Linked DNA regions of Arachis hypogaea: region 1 is linked to region 2. A link is a contact called in public Hi-C data. All regions are on one chromosome and are shown on one strand. The core of a region is the stretch at or near the end of the contact, and the rest is flanking DNA. Distances in the headings are between cores, read along the strand shown. Region 1 holds the start of LOC112749620 (probable pectinesterase 68). Region 2 has its middle 16 kb from the start of LOC112747981.

The links. Hi-C and Micro-C count contacts between places; a contact is called where the count stands out from the background.
Region 1: a Hi-C map of an unstated tissue shows a contact between it and region 2, with 4 times the contacts expected there. The contact joins the promoter of LOC112749620 here to the enhancer-like site in region 2. A contact is called at or near these places in 4 of 8 Hi-C or Micro-C datasets (leaf and an unstated tissue).

What each region holds. Positions count from the first base shown.
Region 1 is chr15:15,332,265-15,337,529 of arahy.Tifrunner.gnm2.J5K5, forward strand. LOC112749620 (probable pectinesterase 68) reads left to right here and starts at 2,133. Exons shown (of 5, transcript XM_025797917.3): 1 at 2,133-2,719; 2 at 2,862-3,051; 3 at 3,212-3,418; 4 at 4,595-4,833. The coding sequence starts at 2,412.
Region 2 is chr15:15,286,633-15,291,400 of arahy.Tifrunner.gnm2.J5K5, forward strand. No RefSeq gene overlaps it. Among protein-coding and RNA genes, the nearest start is that of LOC112747981, 16 kb to the right of the region's middle. Within about 2 kb of position 2,714, at least 3 of the 3 cell types and tissues checked have open chromatin away from gene starts, as enhancers often do.

The sequences.
Region 1 (5,265 bases), core at 883-3,382, 45 kb after region 2:
AGTTTGGGTAAATATTGTCTCATGCGGCATCATTGCCAGTTTGCCACCCTTGGATGAAAATACCTGTAGTTAAAAAAACACTAAAAATAAAAAAAGGGCAAGACGTGGTTCGGGTCCCAAAATATTAATGTGGGCCCCCTAAACACGAAAACAAATGGAACTGTGGGCCCAACTGTGTGTGCGACTACAAATTCATGAAAAAGGTTCAGCGAGAAATAGAAAGCATAATACAGAAAATTACTATTTAATCCATCCCGGGACCGTAACATGTTAATGTCATTGTCATCACATCACCTCCACCCAAGATCCTAAATGGGCCCAGATGGCCCCCCGGGCCCCACCCACCTCCCGGTTCTTTTATTTTCCCTCCCAAATGACCGTTTGAAGAACAAAATCAACAAACGCATGATGCAAATGTCATAACAAAATGTATATATATATATATATGAAAAAGTCTAAGGGCCAGCAACTTTGTTAAATTCTGATCAGCATGTAACCAGTAAAAAAAAGTGAGTCATTGGATAAAATTTCACACCATTAAAATCATTATTGATGGCTATTTGATGGCTACAAATCACAAAAATTGCTGACTCCCTAACATTCTTCGCTATATATATATATATATATATATATATATATATATATATATATATATAAATAAATAATTCTTAATCAGATAATTTTAAATAATTATAATTATTAATTAATAATAATTAAATAATATAAAATATAATTTAAAAATATTTATTAACTTATTGTTAATCAAGCCAATGAGTAATAGTTCAAATGGTATAGTCTCCTCATACTCAATTAAGAGGTTGTGGGTTCGAGTATTCTATCTTTGATAAAAAACAAAAAAACTTATTGTTAATCAAATTTTTATTAGTTATCTAATAAGATTGATACAAAAATAGTAAAAAATTCTTGAACGAGTAGCGTAGCTAGCATTTTTTGTTTGTTGTGTATTTTGGATTCTAAAAATTATAATGATTATGTTAAAATCTAAAATTAATTGCTAAAATTAGTTATTAATATAAAATATATATTAAAATATAAATATATTAATATCTGATTTTAGTAATCGGTTTTGATTTATAAATAATATTTGTGAAGTTTTAAATTATAAGAGAAATAATAAATCGATTAAATAGAACTGAAAGTTACAATAATGCTTCAGGAAGTGTTAGGTAAACAATAACTATTTTAAACAATATGAACAACTATCAATTAAATAAAAAATATATTATATCTCTAAATTATTTATCTAAATTTTAATATTAAAATAATCATCCGTACACCTAGTATAATGAACATTTGAAATATTTATTGTTCACATTGTTTAGTATTTTCATTGTCTACCTATACTTTTTCTAATCTTGCGGGCTTTTGAATCATAGTTTATGCAAAGAAGAGTGCAGCAACAATAAATTTTGTGATTTATAACCATAAATAATATTTTTAATGGTGTAAAATTTATCTAATAATAAAAAATTGCTCATTTTTTTGGTGACTATCAAATTTTAATAAAAGCGCATTCTCTTAAATTTTCTGTCACGGAAATTCGCAACTGCAACCCCACCGTTGACCCTTTTAAACGTCAATTACATATCAATGGTTAATGAAACAGACTTGAGTTATAGCTATGTAAAGACTAGAAAAAGAAAGAAACAGCAGCAAAATACTGTTGCAAACTTACACGACTCATCACGTGCTATGCATATTAAAGGAGCCGTTAATTCAAACGAACACGATAAGTCGATAATGAAGTAAAATAATTAGTACATAATAACCTGATGCTGGGTACAATAAGGAAATGCATAAAGTTTAATTCAAGTTTGCAAGTGTTGGAGGATTATATATCAGTATATCATCACCACTAATTAATCAGTAATCAGCAGTGGTTGAATCTGGAGTTACACTTTTCGGACATTTACTATTTACTTAGATGGTATCTAATTGTGAAATGCAAAGCCAAAAGGATAGTATTAGACACATAAATACACCGCAATAGTGGCCAATCATTTTTCACATAAAAAGGCTCAGCCTATCATCTACGTTGCCCCCTACAACATTAAAAATGACCGTTGCGTTGGAATCTTTTATTTATTCTAAAAAATATACACAGCAAGCATGATGCACCCAAATAGCTAGCTAGCTACCCTCTCACTCTAAATATATAAACCCACACACAAAAGTAGTGCTTCTTTCTTTCTAATTCTTCTCTTGCTTTCATTAACTTATAATTATTGCACTCTCTACTGTACCGTGTATATATCCTTCCAACATTTTTAGTTTATTGTTTAATTTTATATCACACAGTATATATATACACTACATTATTATTATTACTCATTATTCAACATTCCAAGTCTTCTTCACGTTCGATAGATGCTATTATCTGATTAACAACAATGGCTTGTCTCTCGCTGCAACTGCTGCTTTTGTGTTTCACCACTCTCACAATTCATGCGACAAAGGTGACATGTGCAGAACCCTACCATCACCGTAGCACCCTTAGAACATTGTCTTCTTCTTCTTCTACCAAGTCCTCCTCCAATCATCGTCGGAACCACACTTGGGTGGGACCAACAGGTCAGCGCGTAATCACCGTTGACGTCAACGGCGGTGGACAGTTCCGGTCGGTGCAAGCTGCGGTGAATGCCGTTCCAGACAACAATAGAATGAACGTACTGATCCAAATCAGCCCGGGATCCTACATGTATACACATATCAATTAAGTTCTTCATTGCTCGTAGAAAACAATGCCATTAAACATACTACATTTATTTTTTAATTTGGTATGAAGAAAATAAACTAATAAAAGAATAATGTGGTTGATATCGGGAGGTTGTTGGGTGCAGAGAGAAGGTTGTTGTGCCCGTGACGAAGCCGTACATAACGTTTGAGGGAGCGGGAAAAGAAGTGACGGTGATAGAATGGCATGATAGGGCCAGCGACCCTGGTCCCAACGGACAGCAACTGCGTACTTACAGAACTGCTTCTGTCACTGTTTTCGCCAACTATTTCTCTGCTCGCAATATCAGCTTCAAGGTATACACAACTCATTGGCTACTCTTATCATGTCTTTATTATTTAAAATTGTTAGACAAATTAACATGTTTCACTAAATTTTTTTAATTTTGAAATTTCAGAAACTAGGGGTAATAGGGAGTTATACTTGTTTTCACGTGAATAACTATCTTTTTGACAGAACACAGCGCCAGCACCAATGCCGGGGATGCATGGCTGGCAAGCGGCGGCGTTTCGAATATCCGGTGACAAAGCATACTTCTCAGGCTGTGGATTCTACGGAGCACAAGACACTCTTTGCGACGACGCTGGCAGGCATTACTTCAAGGACTGCTATATCGAGGGTTCAATTGATTTCATATTTGGGAATGGCAGATCCATGTACAAGGTAATTAGTAACTAAATTAATATTTAGTTTTTAATCAAACTCTAATGGTATAATTGATTTTTCGTGGAAAGGGTACTTCTCTTTTGGGAGGCAACACAGGACTATCCAAAGGCACCGTAATATATGCTAAAAAATATGTAGTAAATTTTTAAAAATATTATTTATACATTAAAATTAGTTATTAATTTTAGAAATCAATATATTTGTATATAAATATATATAATTTAATTTATTTTTAATATATATTTTATAGGTTAATTTTTTGTATATTGAAAAATTCTTGATATAATACTCAATTATTGGATTCTATGGTGTTTTTTAAAATTGTGAGAACAGTATAATACGCCTCGTTGTATTGATAATAGGCCCTCCTTGTATTGTTAATACAAGGGGGCGTATTATACTGTTCTCACAATTTTAAAAAACACCATAAAATTTAATGATTGAGTATTACACTAATGGTATATGAATATGTAAAAAATTAAACGTATTTTATATTAATAACTGATTTTAGTGATTGATTTTAATATAAATGTGTTATAATTGACAAATTTTATATCATGACGTTGGATTAGGTGAGAGACAAAGACAAAGATAGAGAGGGTAGGGAATTAGTGGTACTGAATACATGAAAAAGGAAACGAGCTTTTTTCTTTTTGTCACACTGCACCTTTAATTTGTGTCAGCTTAAGAGAGAATCAAAAGAAGCACACGCTATATTATATGCACATGCTGACATGCATAGTGGAACATAAAATTACATTATATAATGAGACATACACACAGCATTCAAAAGCACTAATTAACGGCTTCTTAATAGGACATAATTATTTAAGTTATAAAGCATTCATAAAATTACATTATATATGCATATACCTATACCTCTTTTTCTTTTTGTTTCTTTCAAGTAAAAGAATTTTAATCAGACCCTACATCCATGTCCTTAGTGGCGTGTGTTTATATGTAAAAGAGAATCATAACTGAAAATGCTGATATTTACGTGGAGACTAATAATGCAATATGTATGTATGTACGTATGTATGCATCCTGGTATGTCCTACTCAAGATTGCTTTGGATAAAGTTCATATATATAGTTGAAAATTGATTGGTAGGTTGAGAATATATTATTATTGATTTATTTGATTATGACTTATGACTTTTGAGTGGTTACTCAGGATTGCCAGCTACACTCAATAGCAACGAGATTTGGTTCCATAGCAGCCCATGATAGGAAAGAGGCAGAGGAGAAGACGGGCTTTGCATTCGTGAGATGCAGGGTGACGGGCACAGGCCCGCTCTATGTGGGCAGAGCCATGGGCCAGTACTCCAGAATTGTCTACTCTTACACTTACTTCGATGACATTGTTGCTCATGGCGGCTGGGATGATTGGGACCATGCCAACAATAAGAACAAGTAAGCCTCCTAAATTTGCCCATAACAAAACTCTATTCATAAATTCATCGCTAGTTAAGAACATATTGATAATATTAAACTTATTGGAAAACTTTTAAGTGTATCAGTACTGCTATTTCAGTAATTTTTAATCATTAATATTAATTATAAAAATATATATAATATATATAATTAAAATCAATAGTTAAATTTCGTTAAAATAACGGTATAATGATATACTTGAAAACTTTTCAAACTTGTTAACCCAAGTCAGATGATTTTCGAAGCACATTACCTCTTTTGGAAGCAATTTTATACTGTATGAATTGAGAAATGTTTCAACCAAACATTCAATCATAATAAATCATGTTAACCTAATTAGCTAAAAAGAATATCAAATATAAGATTAGCAGGTAGGTCCCCCCGTCTCTAGTGATTTTTGACTGATGATGG
Region 2 (4,768 bases), core at 1,464-3,963:
ATAAGGAATTTTATTTGGAACATTTATCTCTTTTGTAGGATCTTTTAATTTAATGCTTACTAATTCGTTATTTGTATTTTTAATATCTAAAGGATTTTCAACACAAATTTCATCCAAAAGTTCTTCTATCTTTATTTCAAGATTATTTTTGGAATATTTATCTGAAAGTATAAATTTAAATAACATGTCTCTAATATAGAAAATATTCTAAATTTTAAGATCTTATCTATAGTAGTAGTTAGTATTTTTATACGTTTTGATTTTTGATTTATTGAAGAATCGTGTGGAGCTTTTAAAACTATATATGTTAATTCTTGAATGAATGGATGATATAGCTTTAAAAAGTTATTTCCTATGATAAAATCCATTCCAGAATCTAACATATATATAGATGGAACAATGAACCTATAATTTTGAATAAAAATTTCAGCCATTTCTGCTTTTTGGTCAATTTTATATATTGATTTGTCAGCTATTCTAACTCTTAATGGTTTCTTTAATTTTTTTCCAATCAAGTTTTATATTTGAACTAGCAAAGCATTGTGTTGCTCCAGAATCTATAAAAGCATTTATAAACTTTTCTGTTATTTTTATAGTAATAAATGTGGCATTATTACTCAGTCTCTGAGTCTGTTTCTGAGACATATTCAAAAATATAGTCTAAGTTATCATCAGATTCCTCTAAAGGTTCCATGAAACAGGACTTAGCAATTTCTATTTGTTTAGTAAGATCCTTTTTATCCTTCTTTTTTGGACATTCATTTGCATAGTGTCCTTCTTCTTGGCAATACCAACACTTACAATTTTCTTTTTTATTCGGGCAATAGTTACTCTTTTGTCTTTTGTTTTTATTGTTATTTCTTTTTCTAAAATACCTCTTTTTTCTCCAGTTTGGATAGTATTTTCTTTTTCTAAATTGGTATTTTCTTTTTCTTTGAAAATTTTTATTAAGCCCATATTTTTAGGGTATCTCTTCATTATCCTGACAGCAAATTCTAATTATATTTACAAATCTTTTTTGAGTTGCTTCTTGCATACAACGTTCTTTTATTTCCTCTCTTATTGCAGAGGTTGCTCCACCAAAATATTTTCAATTGTCCCTCTATTTATTTCTCTTATAAATCTTTCCATTATAAATTCATTAGCAGGATATGGAAGTTTTGTTATATACATACTAAGATAATGATTTTTATCTTCTTTTAATTTATAATAATGTATTCTATATTCACATATATAAGATTCCACATTATATAGATCATATATCTGAATATTAGCTAAATGGTTTTTTGCTTCTTGATATTCTTTATATAGAATCATCATTATATATAATATCTTATCATAAGCTGTTGTTTTTGTTGCTAATTCTTCTATTATTTGGTTTTCTATTGATGTCATATAATCTCTTATAGTTCCTTTAGTATGAAACCCTATGTAATTCCAAATATCTCTTCCAGACAATTCACTAAGTTTTGGATTAGTAAAGGCTTCTAATAAAAAGGAATTCAACCAATTTTTGAAAATTTCTTTTTCATTCTTTTTACAGTCTAAGTCAAGCATTCTTTCTCCTTCCATTTCCTGGATTTTAGGAACGTGTTTTGATGGTATTTTTGTATATTTTGAATCTTTATTTATAAATCCTTTTTTAAAAGCATAATTATCAAAACCTGTTTCCCATTTAAATTGAGATTGATTATCCTTAGATGTTCCAGCTTCATTTTTTACTTGTATTGGAATTGCTAGTTCTTCGTCACTTGAATAATCTAGGATGTGTTCTTCATTTTCTATATTTTCAGAATTTACTAATTCTTCTTCTATTTGAAATCCATGTTCCATAATATTATTTTCTTGAGCCATTTTTAATTGTTTAAAAAGCATTGTAACTACTTCTAATTTTTCTTCAATATTCATAATTTCAATGGTGGTTTTACTTTTAAATCTGTTATGTTGATTATATTTTGACATTTTTCTTCTTTGGGATTCCCTTTTTCCTTATTTCTTTGAAATTTTATGGATACTAATATTTCTTCAAGCATATCTACTATAGAATTTAATTGTGGGTTAAAAGTATGATAAAGATGTGGAGAATCATTTCCATGGTAACATTTTTTAGAAATTCCGTGTGAAAAATAAATTTTTTCAGGTTTTTGAAGTCCTTCAATAAAATTTATAGTAAAATAAAGATTTTGAGAAAAGTCATTTTGTATTGATTTTAAGAATTCGGTGTCGTTACAATTAACATTAGTTAAAATCATTAATTTTTGATCAATTAATTTTGATAACTAAATTATTTCTTCTCTTAAATCTTCTAATTTACTTTTTTTTCATTAGGTGACGCTTTTCTTTGTAAAGAATTACGGTTTTAAATAAAAAGTGTAGCTTTAGGATGTGTGGTTTAGATTTTGCCACATAATCATATCTTTAAATTTGTACAGATTTAGATCTGTACCATATAATTTTCTTATTGTATATTATGTTATCATTTGTAGAATACATGATATGGTATAGGTTTATATGATAACGGAAAAGAAATCATCGTATTAGTTAGAATTTAATTAGAACAATGATGTGAAAACAAAAAGGGCCGCAAAAATCGTAAGTACGGATATAAAAAGAGAAAGGCTCTTCTTTCAGCAGAGGCCATCATGATGGGTCAATGAGCACAGTGTAAGCCCATACTATAAATAGAGTTTAAACAAAACCAAAAACAAAAGTTCAAGACAAAAAATCCAAAAAAAAAAAAGCTCGTCTCATCGCAAATCGCAATCCAACACTCCTGTACTCGATAGGAGGGAGCTTGTTGGTGCTTCTAAGCTTAATTTGAGTTAATATTTAAAATCACCTTAAAATTTGAGGTCAGTTTTTAAATTGATCCTGCATATTTTAATTGATTCAAATTATTTTTAAATTTTAGAAGTCAACTCACGTTAGTCCCTCCATTCATCTTCGTTAATAGAGTGCTTAACTGAAATTTTAAAAGTGACACCTTGACTAATAGGTGGTATGACAGTTGTCTAACATATAAAATTTATGATAGGGTCAATTTAACCCTTTGAAAATCCTAACCAGAAAGCCAAATTTTCAAATTGAGCTTGTTGTTGTGTTGTAGAAGAAACATAGAGTAATAGTAACCAACAAAAACATCATAATATAAGTGCATTCTAAGTGTTACACAAATTGTAATATGAACAGACCTAATGTTAAAAGGCAACTACTCAAATGAAGATGGCAAAAACATCTTTTTATGAAGATGTTTTGTTAAAAAGTGTGATTTATTTATTTAGCCACACTTTAAACAAAGACAACACTTTTATAAATATTAAAATCTAACCATTCAATCTATCATCCAAAAGTCAAAAGAGAATATTTTCACATAAAGACAATTATAAAGTCTTCATTATAGTATCCACCATGTTAAAATAGTTATCGGAGCCTTTTGCCACTTGTTCCATGGAATACTACACACCAAAACAACAGTACTTCACACAATAAGAATAACAAAGAAACAAAACAAAGAAATCCCGTTTAAAAAAAAAAAATTGTCAGTAAATGTATTAGCAATTAAACGAGCATGTCCTATCAAGAGGTGGGTTCGCCGAGGCGTTTAACAAGAGAAGAGCATGGCCAATAAGCAAAAGGGTCTTCATAGCCAGCCCTCTTGCACGATTTCATACATTCATTTTTTTGAATCCGACGTATTATTACCTGTTTTGAGTGTTACTTGAAACTGGGTTATATTTCGGCCTAGATATGAGGTTCAGACTCCGTCTGAAGTAGCATCCGACTTGTATTGGTGTTAAGATGTCGCCGTCCGAGTTTTTCTAGAAGTTCACTAGTCTTAGAGATTGGAACACATTTTAGTAGAGATATGGATATTCCTCTTCTATAGAGAATATTGTGAACTAAGGTGTAGTTTTGTATTTTTCTTATGAGTCTTCTTGTTTTCCTTTTTTATTTAGAGATGATATCAAACTTGAGATATTCAATGATGGGAGTCATTCAACCTAAATTTAGATTGGATATGGCCATTGTGCCTAACTTGTTGACTTCTTTTACTGATAGTGTGTGGAGAGTTTTCTGGACCAAGCTTCTATTGTTGCCCCTTGGTTTGGGGCTGACCAACTTGTAAAGGGCATCGGTTCGGATATTTGATTCCCGAGCTATATGTCAAATTTTTGCTTTCGAAAATTGAGCTAATTATTCCCGTGTTTCTTCTAAGTATTTCTTCATGTTGGGATCTTTAGCCTAATAAGTCCATTAACTTGAGAGATTATTACTTGAGAATCACTAAACACAATCAAATTTACTACCCCGACTTCTTTGGCAAGACTCAAGCCAGCAAGTAAGGCTTCGTACTCGACTTGATTGTTGAAGGCTGGAAATTCGAATTTCAATGAAAATTCTATCCGAGTTCCTTTTTCGTTCTCCAGAATAACTTCTGCTCTACTTCCAGCTTTGTTGGATGATTCGTCTACATATAAGTTCCAGGCTGCAGGTCTTCCATGAGCTTCAATGTACTCGGCCACAAAGTTGGCTAAATATTGAGATTTAATTGCTATCCAACTTTCATCTATTGCCCATTGTAACATCCGGCCTGTAGTATCCATTTTCTGTAAGATGTGCTTCATAGGCTAATTAGTCGGACTTTTATAGTATGAGTTTGAAAATAAGGTCAGAGCCTCATAGAAGTGATAACAAAGGCATATGCGAACTTCTCTATCTTTTGATAGTTTAGCTATGCCCCCTGTAGGGCCTTGCTAACGAAATATAT